Regions from separate parts of the Manis pentadactyla genome. Here region 1 is linked to region 2. A link is a contact called in public Hi-C data. All regions are on one chromosome and are shown on one strand. The core of a region is the stretch at or near the end of the contact, and the rest is flanking DNA. Distances in the headings are between cores, read along the strand shown. Region 1 holds the start of GDF11 (growth differentiation factor 11). Region 2 holds the start of RPS26 (ribosomal protein S26).

Region 1 (5,595 bases), core at 1,015-3,514, 270 kb before region 2:
TCCATGTCATGTCACTTGCTAGAATGAAAAACAGCAGAATGGGGGCACATTTCAAGGGAAAAGAAGTTCTCGGTTATATCTAACCCACCATGTTTGAGGTGCCTTGGGGACATCCTGATGGAGATAAAGAAGCATCTGGACTGGAGTTTTGGCCAGTACTCTGCTCCTAGTGTCTTGTCCAGTCTGTATGTTCCCTGAGGAAAGGGACTGAGTCATTTATGTTTGCCTCTCTCATAGCCCTACCACTAGAAACATGTTTGGTGAGGAAGTGAAGGCTGGGCTATCTCTTCTGAGGAAGGAGGAGGTGACACACCTCTGATCTCAAGGAGCTGGTAATTTTGCTGAGGAAATGATATCAGAGAAACATTGTGGAGAACAAGATATGCCAGAATATGTGGTAAAGGCAATCACTGCTCTGGGAGATCAGAAAGGAAAGAGGTGAGTCACAGCGAAGGAACCCATGAAGGCCACTACTGACTGGTTACTATGGAATCCTCACAACCAGCTGAGGGTGAACAGTGTGATCCTCATTTTACAGATGAAGAAACTTGATGAGATATTGGAACACCCAAGTGCTGGTCCAAACCACAGGAGGGAACCAGATGGCTGTGGTCTTAGCTCCTGTTTTCCACAGAAATAGATAATCTCTTTAAAGCTCCCCAGCTTGGTCTTCCCAAGCCCTTTTCCCTCACGCCTAGACCCCCAGTATATTTCCTAATTCCAGTCCAGCTTCCCAACACAACTCTGTCTTTGTGACTAATGTTCCATAAAACCAACTTTAAGATGTTCTATTGGGCTCTAATCCAGAGAGGAAACCAGTGTCCCTCTGTTCTGCCGGAAGAGCCCAATAAGGTTCATCCATTTATTCAATAAACGTCGTGTGTGCCAGGAAATTAGTGAGACCTGATCCCCTCAAACATTTTTAATCTATTGGTTATTTGTCTGTTGACCACCAGGACTTTGGACTCAAGAAATAAGCCTGAAGAATGTAAGGACTGGGAAGAGGTATCCAGAACTAGAAGTTAAGCACCTCGGGAGCATTTCAGTGCCTTGGCACTCTTCTATTCTGCCCTCTGGTCATACCCTGGGTCACACCTGAAGACTAGAGCTGGTCCCACACCTGGTTTTTCCCCCTTGCAACTCGCTGTTTCCCGCGCAGGCACCTGAGGGCAAACCTCTCTCTTACCCCTGCAACTGCAAGTCCCTTCTCAGACTTCTAAGACCCTGCACGTCCAAAAGTATAGCTAGAAATCCAGAGGTCCAGATCCTTCTTCAAGCACAGTATCTCCAGCCCTGCTTCTCTCCATTCCTCCCCTGTGATCCCCAGTTTCTGCCTTTTCCATCCTGCCAACTCCCTTATCCTTTTCAAGCCTCAATTTCAAGCTCACACTCTTCCCAGCTCTAAGCTCTTCCTCCTGGCTCTAGGCTTCCCACCACCTCCCCACCTTCTCAGTGTCCCCGGTCTCTTCCTCTCCTAGTCTCCATGTCCAATCCTTACATCTTGCTCTTCCCGAACCCCCTGAGCTCCCCTGTATGGCTTCTTTAAGCAGCTTCTTTGAGCTACCTCTGGTAGCTGGGCATCCTCAGGGCTCAAATCCTCCACCTCCTTCCGCTTGGGCTCTTGGTGCTCCCACCAAGGCTGACCTCTGTCACTGAGCTGTCTCTCCTTCCCTGAGGAGTGTGTCTTCCCACCTCCACCTTCCCCTGATCCTCTGCCCCTTCAGGGGCTCCCTAGCTATCTGTCTGTCCTCTGGCCCTCACCCTCCTGCTCTTCATTTCTTTCCCCCTCTTTCCCAGGGCTCCGGCCCCGGTTCTCCCAGCTTCTCTGCCCCTGTCCCCATCCCTCTGCACCCCTGATCTCTTGCGGTCCAGCTCTTCCCCGTGCAGCCAAGGCTCTCTCCTCGCTCTAGTCTCTCTCCCCTCTTTGTCCCCGATTCTCCCCGTCTAATCCCCTCCAGTTTTGCCTGTCTCTTTCCTGCTCTGTCTGTCTCTCTAGCTAAGTCCCTCCTCTCTGACCCCCCTTTGTCTCTGCCCCTTTATCTCTCTGTCTCTCCGGGGTCTCTCCCCCACCCAGGCTCTCTGGGCCCTCGCTCCCTCCCTCCCTCTCTTCGGCTCTCTCCGGCTCCCTCTCTCGCCTCGGATGACAGCGCTGCCTCTTTTGTTGGCTCCGCAGCCAATCGCGGCCGCTGACGACACGGGGGACGGGGCTATAAAGGGCCTGGCCCGGGCGCGGGCCCCCCCAGCCGCCCGCCCCGGCCGCCCGCTCGCCCCGCCCGCGCGCCCGCCGCCCCCGGCCCCCGGCCCCCCTCGGCCGGGCAGCCCCGTCCCGTGCCGCCCAGACCCCCCCGCCCCTCCCCGCGGCCCGGCGTCCCCGCCCCCAGCCCCCTCCCCTCAGCATGGTGCTCGCGGCCCCGTTGCTGCTGGGCTTCCTGCTCCTCGCCCTGGAGCTGCGGCCCCGTGGGGAGGCGGCCGAGGGCCCCGCGGCGGCGGCGGCGGCGGGGGCCGGGGGGGAGCGCTCGGGCCAGCCGGCCGCGTCCGCAGCGCCCGAGCCCGACGGCTGCCCCGTGTGCGTGTGGCGGCAGCACAGCCGCGAGCTGCGCCTGGAGAGCATCAAGTCGCAGATCCTGAGCAAACTGCGGCTCAAGGAGGCGCCCAACATCAGCCGCGAGGTGGTGAAACAGCTGCTGCCCAAGGCGCCGCCGCTGCAGCAGATCCTGGACCTGCACGACTTCCAGGGCGACGCGCTGCAGCCCGAGGACTTCCTGGAGGAGGACGAGTACCACGCCACCACCGAGACCGTCATTAGCATGGCCCAGGAGAGTAAGTGGGCGGCGGGGCGCGAGCGGCGGGGACCGGCTTGGGCTCCGGGGAACGAAGCGCCTCCCGCCTGAAGCGGGGCGCTCCCGGCTGCTCTAGAAAAGGGCTGGAACCTTTTTTAAGGAAACTTGACGAATTGGGAGGCGGGGGCTGCTCCCTATAAGTTTTCCGAACGACGGCGACAGGCTGCGCGTGGCGTGCACGCCCCGTCGCTGGATGTGTGGGGGGTACGGCCCACGGAGAGGTTGTGAGGACAGGCGCGTGCTGGGTTTGGGGGGTGGTCCGGGAGCTGGGGCCCATGCGCAGCGGACGCGAGGGGCAGCCTCTCACTCAACCCTCAAGGCCTGCGGTCCAGGCGGGCTGCAGCGTTCTCCACCCCTCCCATCCTCGGCTCCGCTCCGCGCCCACCCGGCTGCGGGGAGCGAATGCTCCTGTTCCCCTCCCCGGAGTGACGCCCCAGAGCCCCGCGTCGCTCCCCACAGCCCCGCTGGCGTCCGTTCCACCCGGAGCCTTCTGACACCCGGTCTCCCAACGGGCTGCAAAAGCTGTGCCTGCTGGGCAGACCGAGCTCCGAGAACTCAACTCCCTTGCGCTGGGGCCATAGCACCCCTTTGGTTGCTCAGACCACAGCGTTCCATTCCTCATTCACCCGTCCCTACCCACTAGCGGACTTGAGGAGGAGAAAGACCTAAGGAGGAAACCAAAGAAATAGACGGGGAGAGAGGGAGAACCCAGGCATCCAAGTCCCCTGCCAAACCCGCCAAACGGAAGATTAACACATTGATAGATTTGAGCTGCTTTGAAATTTTATGGCCTGGAAAATCCAGGCCAACGCCGGCCGCCACCCCCCCCCCCCCACTCCCAGCCTGCCTCCCACTGCTCTCCCTAGGGTCAGATGATTCCCTTCCCACCCCCACCCAGGTTTCCCCTCACTCCAGCTCCAGGGAACGAGTGGTTTGGCAAAGTCACGCCCCGACACACACACACACAACCACTGTTTGGTTTTATGGCTCTGAGCAGAAGGGGGAGACTGGTTTATTGGCAGATGGGTCATAAAAAGCTGGGGGCTGAGGGGCGTTCTGGTGGCCCGCCCCCATGTGAGAGGCACGGAACCCAGGTGTGCATCTGGGAGGCTGAGTGCCTCATAATGCCACCAGTTTTTTCTGCAGACCCTAACTCCACAGTACTTGGTGCGGGCTGTAAAAAGAAAACTCAGAGGACTAGGAAGCTAACTTGGGGTGGTGGTGAAGGCCTGAGCTTTGGGGCTTGGTTCCTCAGTGCCCCTTCTGTTCTTAAGGATTCTGCTTTATAGAAGCTAGGGTCTGAGATTAACTGAGGGCGGGGGTGGAGGTTCTAGGAAACAGAGAGTTGTTGAGACATTGTGAAGAAGAGTTTGCTGGAAGACGAAAGGGAAAGAGGGAAAAGACACTCTGGTCTCTATGGGGTAGGGTCCAGAACGGGTAAGGGAGCTGTGGACTTCCCCTTGCCCCTTTCTACCCTTAGCATCCCTTAACCTATGTGCCTGAGCCCAGAGTTAGCCCAGGTAATAGGGTTGCAGGAAGCTAGCCTAATGCACGATTGGGAAGTACAGGTTAGGCTGGGGGGGGGGGGGTAGGGTAAGGACACCAGCAGGTGGGGTTCCACCCCAACTTCTGCCCTCTAGCCACCCCAGGACTTGGATGACTAGGGAACTGGGTCTCTGGCCAGGTACTGTACGTCTCCTTTAAGAGACAAGAGGGGGAGGAGGAGCGCAGCGGAGGAGAGGGGAGGGAGAGGGGGGAAAAAGGAAAAAGAGACTTTTATAGTCTAATCCCCAGGGACCCGCTTTAATAAGAGACTTGTGCTCTGCTAATCGGGGGAGGTGTTTGTCAGCAGAGATGGCCTCCGCTCCCCTCCCCCTCCTTCCCCTCCCCCAGCCCTCGCCCTGGACCCCAGCCCCCACCTCTCAGGCTGCAGTGCCTGCCCTAGTTCCCTCCACCCTCTCACCCACCGCAGGCTTCGTTCTGGGAACCCAGCCCCCTTGCCCTTCTGGGAGCTAAGCCCATCCCCTCAGTTTCTCCCTCCTCCCTACACCAAGAGGCCCCTGCCCTGCCCTCTCAGCCCAACCTCCTAGCCTGGGTAGGGAGAGTGTGTAAGGGGGGCAGGGGGAGGAGGGGGAGGAGGCGGTGGTGGGCAGGGAAGGGGTTGGGCTTTTGCTGAAAATAGTGGGATGACCTCTCTCCAGACCGGAGCCGCCTACTAAACCTGACAGGCTGCCTGCTACAACCCAATCAATCCTACACAGATGTGGCTTCTTTCCCTACCCTTGGGAGTTAGGCCTCTGTGTGCGTTGGGGACTGTCTCGAGCCCCTTGGTTCCCTCCATGGCTCTACCTGCTTCTCCTTTGTTCCCCCGTGTCCTTCCATCCTTTCCCCAACCCCACCAGGCTCAGCTACCTCCTTCACTTCTAAACTTCATCCACTCCTTCTGCACCCCCATCTCTCCCAGTGCTCTCCAACTGCCAAACTTACTTCTTCTCCTCCTACCACGATCTTCCCCTCTAACTTCTCTCCTCCATTTCTTTGCCAATCTCTTCTAACCTGCCTTCATCCCTAACAGTCTCTTCTCTAATCTCCCACACCAGGCTTCAGTGTCTCCCTCTCTTTCCCTTTTCTTTCTGAAGACATCTTCGTCCTATCCCCACATCCACTTGGGGAGAGTGTATGGTGAACCCCTGGGGTCGGAATGGAGCCCTGGTGCCCAGTTCCTTATCTCTAAGCTTTGGGTCAGCCTAGTAGG
Region 2 (5,935 bases), core at 1,821-4,320:
GAGCATCTCTAGTGGAGGGAAGAGTCTTTTCAAAGCACCCAAGTGAACTGGCTCTTTGTTTCAGGATGGCAGCAGAGCTGCGATTAATATCTTGGGTTCTCCTCTACTGTTCTGGTTATTGAGCCATTTCCCATTGAACCCACCCATACCTCTTCTGTGTCTGCTGTTGTGTTTGGTGACACCTCATAAGGACTACTCCTTTCTGCGGTATCAGAGTCTTAGGGTGACCATCCCTCCCCGAGTCAGCTTTGGCGCCTGTAACCTCCTGGAATGTGAAGGACTATGCTCTGAGGCTATACTCTGAGCCCATGAAAGCAGAGACTGGAAGGGCAAGACCAGGTGCTAAGGAGGGGAGAGAAGGGCACTCTGGCTCTCTCCAGACCATCACTGCACTTTAACCAGGGTCTTAGGTACAAAATCCTATTCCAGAGTCTTCCAGCTCTGGAACCTCAAACATCCTCATGCTCTCTCCCAGCTCCTTTTGCATAAAAAAAAAAAACAAGAAAAAAAAACATACATTGAAACCCACATGGAGAAAAGAGGTGTTTTCTTTTTATATTGGTATTCAAAATCAACTCCACCCCAAAAAATTTCTAAACAGACACTTTTCCAGTGTTTTTTGTGTCAGTGTCCAAGCTGCAGATGGGATTTTATAACACTTCTGGCAGCTTTCCTTGTGTACATAATATATATATATTATATATATTTTTATTCAGAAGTTATGAAGAATGAACAGAAAAAAAAATCACAGAAGCAAGTGCAATACCACCTCCTCTCTCTCCCAGGATTTCATTTGTAGCCTATGCTTGGTGTCTCCTTGGACCTCGCCCTTCACCTCCTCCTCTTCCTCCGGTTCTCCCCTTCCGTTTTTTTTAAAGAGTTTTTCTCCATTCTCAAGGGGAGTTAAACTAGCTTTTGAGACTTATTGCAAAGCATTTTGTATATGTAATATATTGTAAGTAAATATTTGTGTAACGGAGATATACTACTGTAAGTTTTGTACTGTACTGGCTGAAGGTCTGTTACAAATAAACATGAGTAATTTAACACCCCTGGTTGTTTTTGTAGACTTTCTTTGCCTTATTTTTCTGCTGGGGGTAGCAGTGGGGGGATCCTTGCAACATAGTATACCAATTACCTACATTTTAAAGGTGAACAAGTCTAAGATTAAGAGGAAACCAAATAAGAATGCTCAAGTTCTTGCTACAGAAGAACAGAACTTTCAACCTAGAACAACAGGAAGTGGAGATTTTCCTACTAGGAGTGACTTCAGGATTGGAGAGAAAAGCCTAATTTGGCTGTCCATCCAAAGCAGAGGTTCATCAAATATTTGCTGAGTACATATTATGTACAAAACACATTAACCAAGGGAGATAGATGTTAGTTACAATGACATGAATGATCATAATAATAGGGTCTATCATTTCTTGAGCATGTCATAAGTTCCAACCACTGTGCCAAGTATTAATTGTAGAAACAACCTACAAAAAAATGACCACGCTTACTATTGAAATAAAAGCCCAAGAGAGAATATATAACTTGTCCAAGATGCATCAGCCCACAAGTGACAAAACCTGTATTTGAACCTGGGAGTGTGTGACTCCAGTCTGTGCCCATCCCTTTATGCCAGGGAATTCAGTAAGTGAAACCCTAGGCTATAAAAGTCCAAAGAGCCAATATAGGAATATTAACTTGATTCTGTCTTAATATTAACTATTTTCTGTCTCCTTCACTCTAAATATTTTTCTGTTCTATCTACTTCATTGCCATTCCACGTAGTAAATGTCTGCTGTTTTCCCTAAGACTATATTGAAACGAAAATTGAAGACACTTCCATCTAGAATCTGTTTTCCATGCCCCGTTGAAACTAACAAATTTGAACTTGAAAGAGACTGTGAATATAGTTGTTTTGAAGCCATAACAAAAGTTAGAAAATAACTTTTAACTCATAAAGTGGGTTCGAGGTTAAACCACCATGGATTGTTGGAGGGAAAATGAATCTGATGTACTCAGGCTCCAGAATGACTCGTGAATGAATGATTAGTTTTCATCTGGGCTATCTTGGGTCTGAAGGCTGGGAGGTCCCCTTGACACCTTAATTTCTTCACCTTCAGAGGTAACTGGGTGGTTGGCTGCCATGGTTAGCCACTCCTGCTCACAAGGCTAAAGGTCTAAGTCAAAATCGTTTAGGTCACAGGTCCAGGCTATATGCCGCCATCCAGTTGTTAGGTGAGAGGCAGCATAGTATGGTGGAGCCAGAACACCCCTTAGTGGTTCTGTGTGACTTGGGGCAACCTTAGGTTTAACCACTCTACACCTCAGTTTCTCAATCTTTAAAGTGCCGGTAATAGTACTGCCTGCCTTACAGGCTTGTTGAGGGTTAGATGAGTTAATATTTTTACAGCGCTTACTACAGTACAGGAACAGTGCTAAAAGGATTCAAGGATAAAAAGGTGAATAAGAAATAGCCCTAGCACCTAAGCACTTCCACGGCTCCTCCTCGCGGCGTTTTCTCCACATTGGGAAGGAGGAATTAACAAAGTGTATTGTTCCCGTTTATCATTCCTACACGTAGTAACAGGATTGTCAGAGAAATGAGCCGAGAGCGTCCCCCGGTGGCGCAGCACCGCCTTGGTTGTAGGGCTTCGGGCCAGGGGCCTACCAGCCTTGCACTACAACTCCCATAATGCATACCTTCCCCCGGGCCTCTAGAGGAAGTGCGACAGGTGGTTTTGCGCGGGTCAGCTTCCGCGCCAAGCGCCGCAAAAGCCGGAGAGTCAGAAAGCTGAGAATACGTCCGGGGCAGGGCATCGCGATGCTTGCTGAGAGACGTATAACTCTGATTTTCTTCCGCCAGCAGGGTAAATAGTCCCATAGTCACCTTATGTCACGGATAAATAAATTCGAGAAGCGCCTTTCTACCCTAGATTTCAGCGGAAGCGCTGAATGATTAGAAAATCTGGGTAAAGTGGGTCGCTGTCCTTGGCTACCTTCCTCTAAGGATTCTTCCGCTGTTGGCGTAGGGATCTCGTGCTATATAAGGGCGGTGGGACGGCCGTGCTTTCTCTTGGGCTTCCGTGCTAGCATGGTGAGTGCGTTCGTTGTCGAGGAACGGTTTCTGGGTTGAGGGCGTTTGGGAGCTTGGGCAATGGTGGAGGTATGCACAGGTAGGCATTACGGGCCTGGAGGGATTTGTGGAAGGAGTAGGCCCTATGGTGCCTTTCTGCCAGCTGCGGGCGCGGGGTTTACGTAGAGGGGCTTGGGAGGTTGGGCCCCACACCTAACAGGATGTTTACCTTGGTGCAGACCAAGAAAAGAAGGAACAATGGTCGTGCTAAAAAGGGCCGTGGCCACGTGCAGCCTATCCGCTGCACTAACTGCGCCCGATGTGTACCCAAGGATAAGGCCATTAAGAAGTTTGTCATTCGAAACATAGTAGAGGCCGCCGCCGTAAGGGACATTTCCGAAGCCAGTGTCTTCGACGGTAAGTGAGCTTCAAGCATGAGTATTTGGGCCCACTCCGTGCTGTACTCGTAGGCGGTTTACGGAGCCGGCCAGGCCGATTCCACCTTCAAGGTTGTTTCCGGTAAAGAAAACGTTTTTAATTGTGGTTGTCGTCTTGATCTTTGAACAGAAGGGAACTTTCAGTGCTAGTGGCCACTCTTCGAGACAGTGTGACTGCGTTAGGGGATGCGATTTCCAAGCACTTAGCTTACTCTATTAACAGCCCTGGCTGTAGACGTAGTCAGAACTCGAATTATTGAACATTTGCGTATCTGTTGTGCGAAGTACAGGTTAATTTGAATGATGTTTCAAGAATGGAGGCAGTCTAGTTTGATCAATGAAGTTGAGCTGCTTTAAAGCAATATGCCGTTTTTCCTAAGAGAAATTAGGTTTCTTAGGCAACAAGGAGGGCCCAGGAGTAGGCACTAGGGCTGGTACTCCGCTGAAGGATTTTTACATATAGGGCGCGCATTTGGCCCCGTGATGACAGGATGGGTCCAAAGGGGAATATTTTTCATTTGTGAAACTGCCAGTGTGTTTAGGTGTGAGAAACTGAAGTTTAGGTAACAGTTGCTTTGGGGGTGAAATTTTGTAGGTTTGCTAGGCAGTAAGTAGATTTACTTTTGACTGAATAAGGATGGTGCAAGTTGGGTATACAAAACCTGATATTTTGCTTCTGTTCTTAGCTTACGTGCTCCCTAAGCTGTATGTAAAACTGCATTACTGTGTGAGCTGTGCCATTCACAGCAAGGTAGTCAGGAATCGATCTCGTGAGGCAAGGAAGGACCGAACGCCCCCACCCCGATTTAGGCCTGCGGTAAGTATCCTTAAAGGGATGTGCAAGCCAGAGGGGTGATGGACAAAAGATGTGGGGCCTACACCTGAAACATGCTTAGAGGCAGTTCAGAAACTTGTTAGCATCAGTTTCAGATGGAGTAGTGTAGTCTCCTTCCACATCTACCAGTTCTTCGTATGTTTATGGCCCAGATGCATTGTTAGTCTTGGGAGGGTAGTATTCTTAAAAGAGTAATTTGTGGGGGGAGCCTTCGGTTGGTTGTTTTTATTTACTCTGGTTCCTTCATCTTTCAGGGTGCTGCCCCACGACCTCCACCAAAGCCCATGTAAGGAGCAAAGTCCTTACAGACTGAAGAAAAATTGTTCTCTGGAAAAAAGTAAAAATAAAATGGAAATTATATAGCATGTTGAGTGTATCTGTTGGTAGGTTGAGTGGGGATTGTGTATGTCTTAGGAACTGTAATTGCTTTTTCTAATCATTCAAGTGTGGGATACCTCATGTTTTTTTCATGGAGAAAACTTATCTGTGAATGTTAAGCCTTAACTCAGCTTTCTTTGGAACTTCAGAGTTTTGGCCTCCCCAATTACATGACTATGTGGGGAGGGAGGGGTTTGAGCATTAGTGAGGGAGAGCAACTAGGAGGGTAAAAGGTGTTGAGTGAGGAACACATCAGGAAGTGACTTAGACTGAGGTGTGTACCTTTTAGACTTGCACTTAGACACAGACTTTAGTGCATGACTTAGGTATCATTTAAAGAATCTATATCCATGTCCCTGACTTGATAAAATTAACCTGCCTACCTTGGCATGAGTCCACTGGTATTCTTGAAAACAGCCCCATGAGAAGAAAGTGTAGAGAAAGACTGCTTATTTCATCTGAGTGACTGGTGTGTGTGTGGGGGGGTTGTTTTTCTAAATAAACTAAACCAGTAACTTGGAGGTTTTGATTGAAGTGTAGTTGGCCCTTGAACAACAAAGATTTGAACTACATGGGTGTGTTTGTCTATGGAGTTTTTAAATAAGCATATCAAAAATTTCTGGGTATTTGTGACAATTTGAAAAAAAATAGCCTAGGAATACTGAAAAATTTAAAAGGTCACAAATACATAAGACTTGTAGATGTTAGTCGTAACTACTGTAAAATGAAGAGTACACTGTCCAGTTTTTTATAGTCAAAAGTTAGAAGCAGGTTTCTTAACTGTATTGGAGATAAGTGCTCCTAACTCCCACCTCATTGTTAACCGATCAGCTGTATGCTGAGAAACATCTTTGCAAATGTCTTTATTCAAAGGGTTATGATAGCATGGAATGGGTGGAGTATTTCAGAGGTGGTCCTGTAAATTAGGGAATACTTGGGGGAAAAAAACATGGAAACTTTTTCATAGTCAACTTACCAGTGCATGTGCTGGAACAGCTGTGGCAAACCCTGAATTTTTCAGAATACTGAATGTAGGCAAGAGTGTCTTATCTTTTGAGGAGGCCTGTTGGACTTATTCTATGCCCCTTTCTTCCTCTGTACCATGGGTACACATTGGGTAGAAGAAAAAGGCCTGATCCAAAAATCAACACAACCTGGTGGTCCCAAATCTCAGCTTAGTAAAAGGTAGAAGATAGTAAATCAAGACAATATACCTGC

Evidence for each region. A called contact is a pair of places that touch in the nucleus more often than the background predicts.
Region 1: a Hi-C map of skin fibroblasts shows a contact between it and region 2, with 5 times the contacts expected there. The contact joins the promoter of GDF11 here to the promoter of RPS26 in region 2. A contact is called at or near these places in 2 of 3 Hi-C or Micro-C datasets (fibroblasts and skin fibroblasts).

The regions. Positions count from the first base shown.
Region 1 is chr9:90,240,713-90,246,307 of mManPen7.hap1, reverse strand. GDF11 (growth differentiation factor 11) reads left to right here and starts at 2,264. Exons shown (of 3, transcript XM_036918327.2): 1 at 2,264-2,820. The coding sequence starts at 2,397.
Region 2 is chr9:89,975,695-89,981,629 of mManPen7.hap1, reverse strand. RPS26 (ribosomal protein S26) reads left to right here and starts at 3,070. Exons shown (of 4, transcript XM_036918299.2): 1 at 3,070-3,088; 2 at 3,307-3,484; 3 at 4,191-4,321; 4 at 4,594-4,695. The coding sequence starts at 3,086. The coding sequence ends at 4,629. IKZF4 (IKAROS family zinc finger 4) reads left to right here. Exons shown (of 10, transcript XM_036918301.2): 10 at 1-1,051.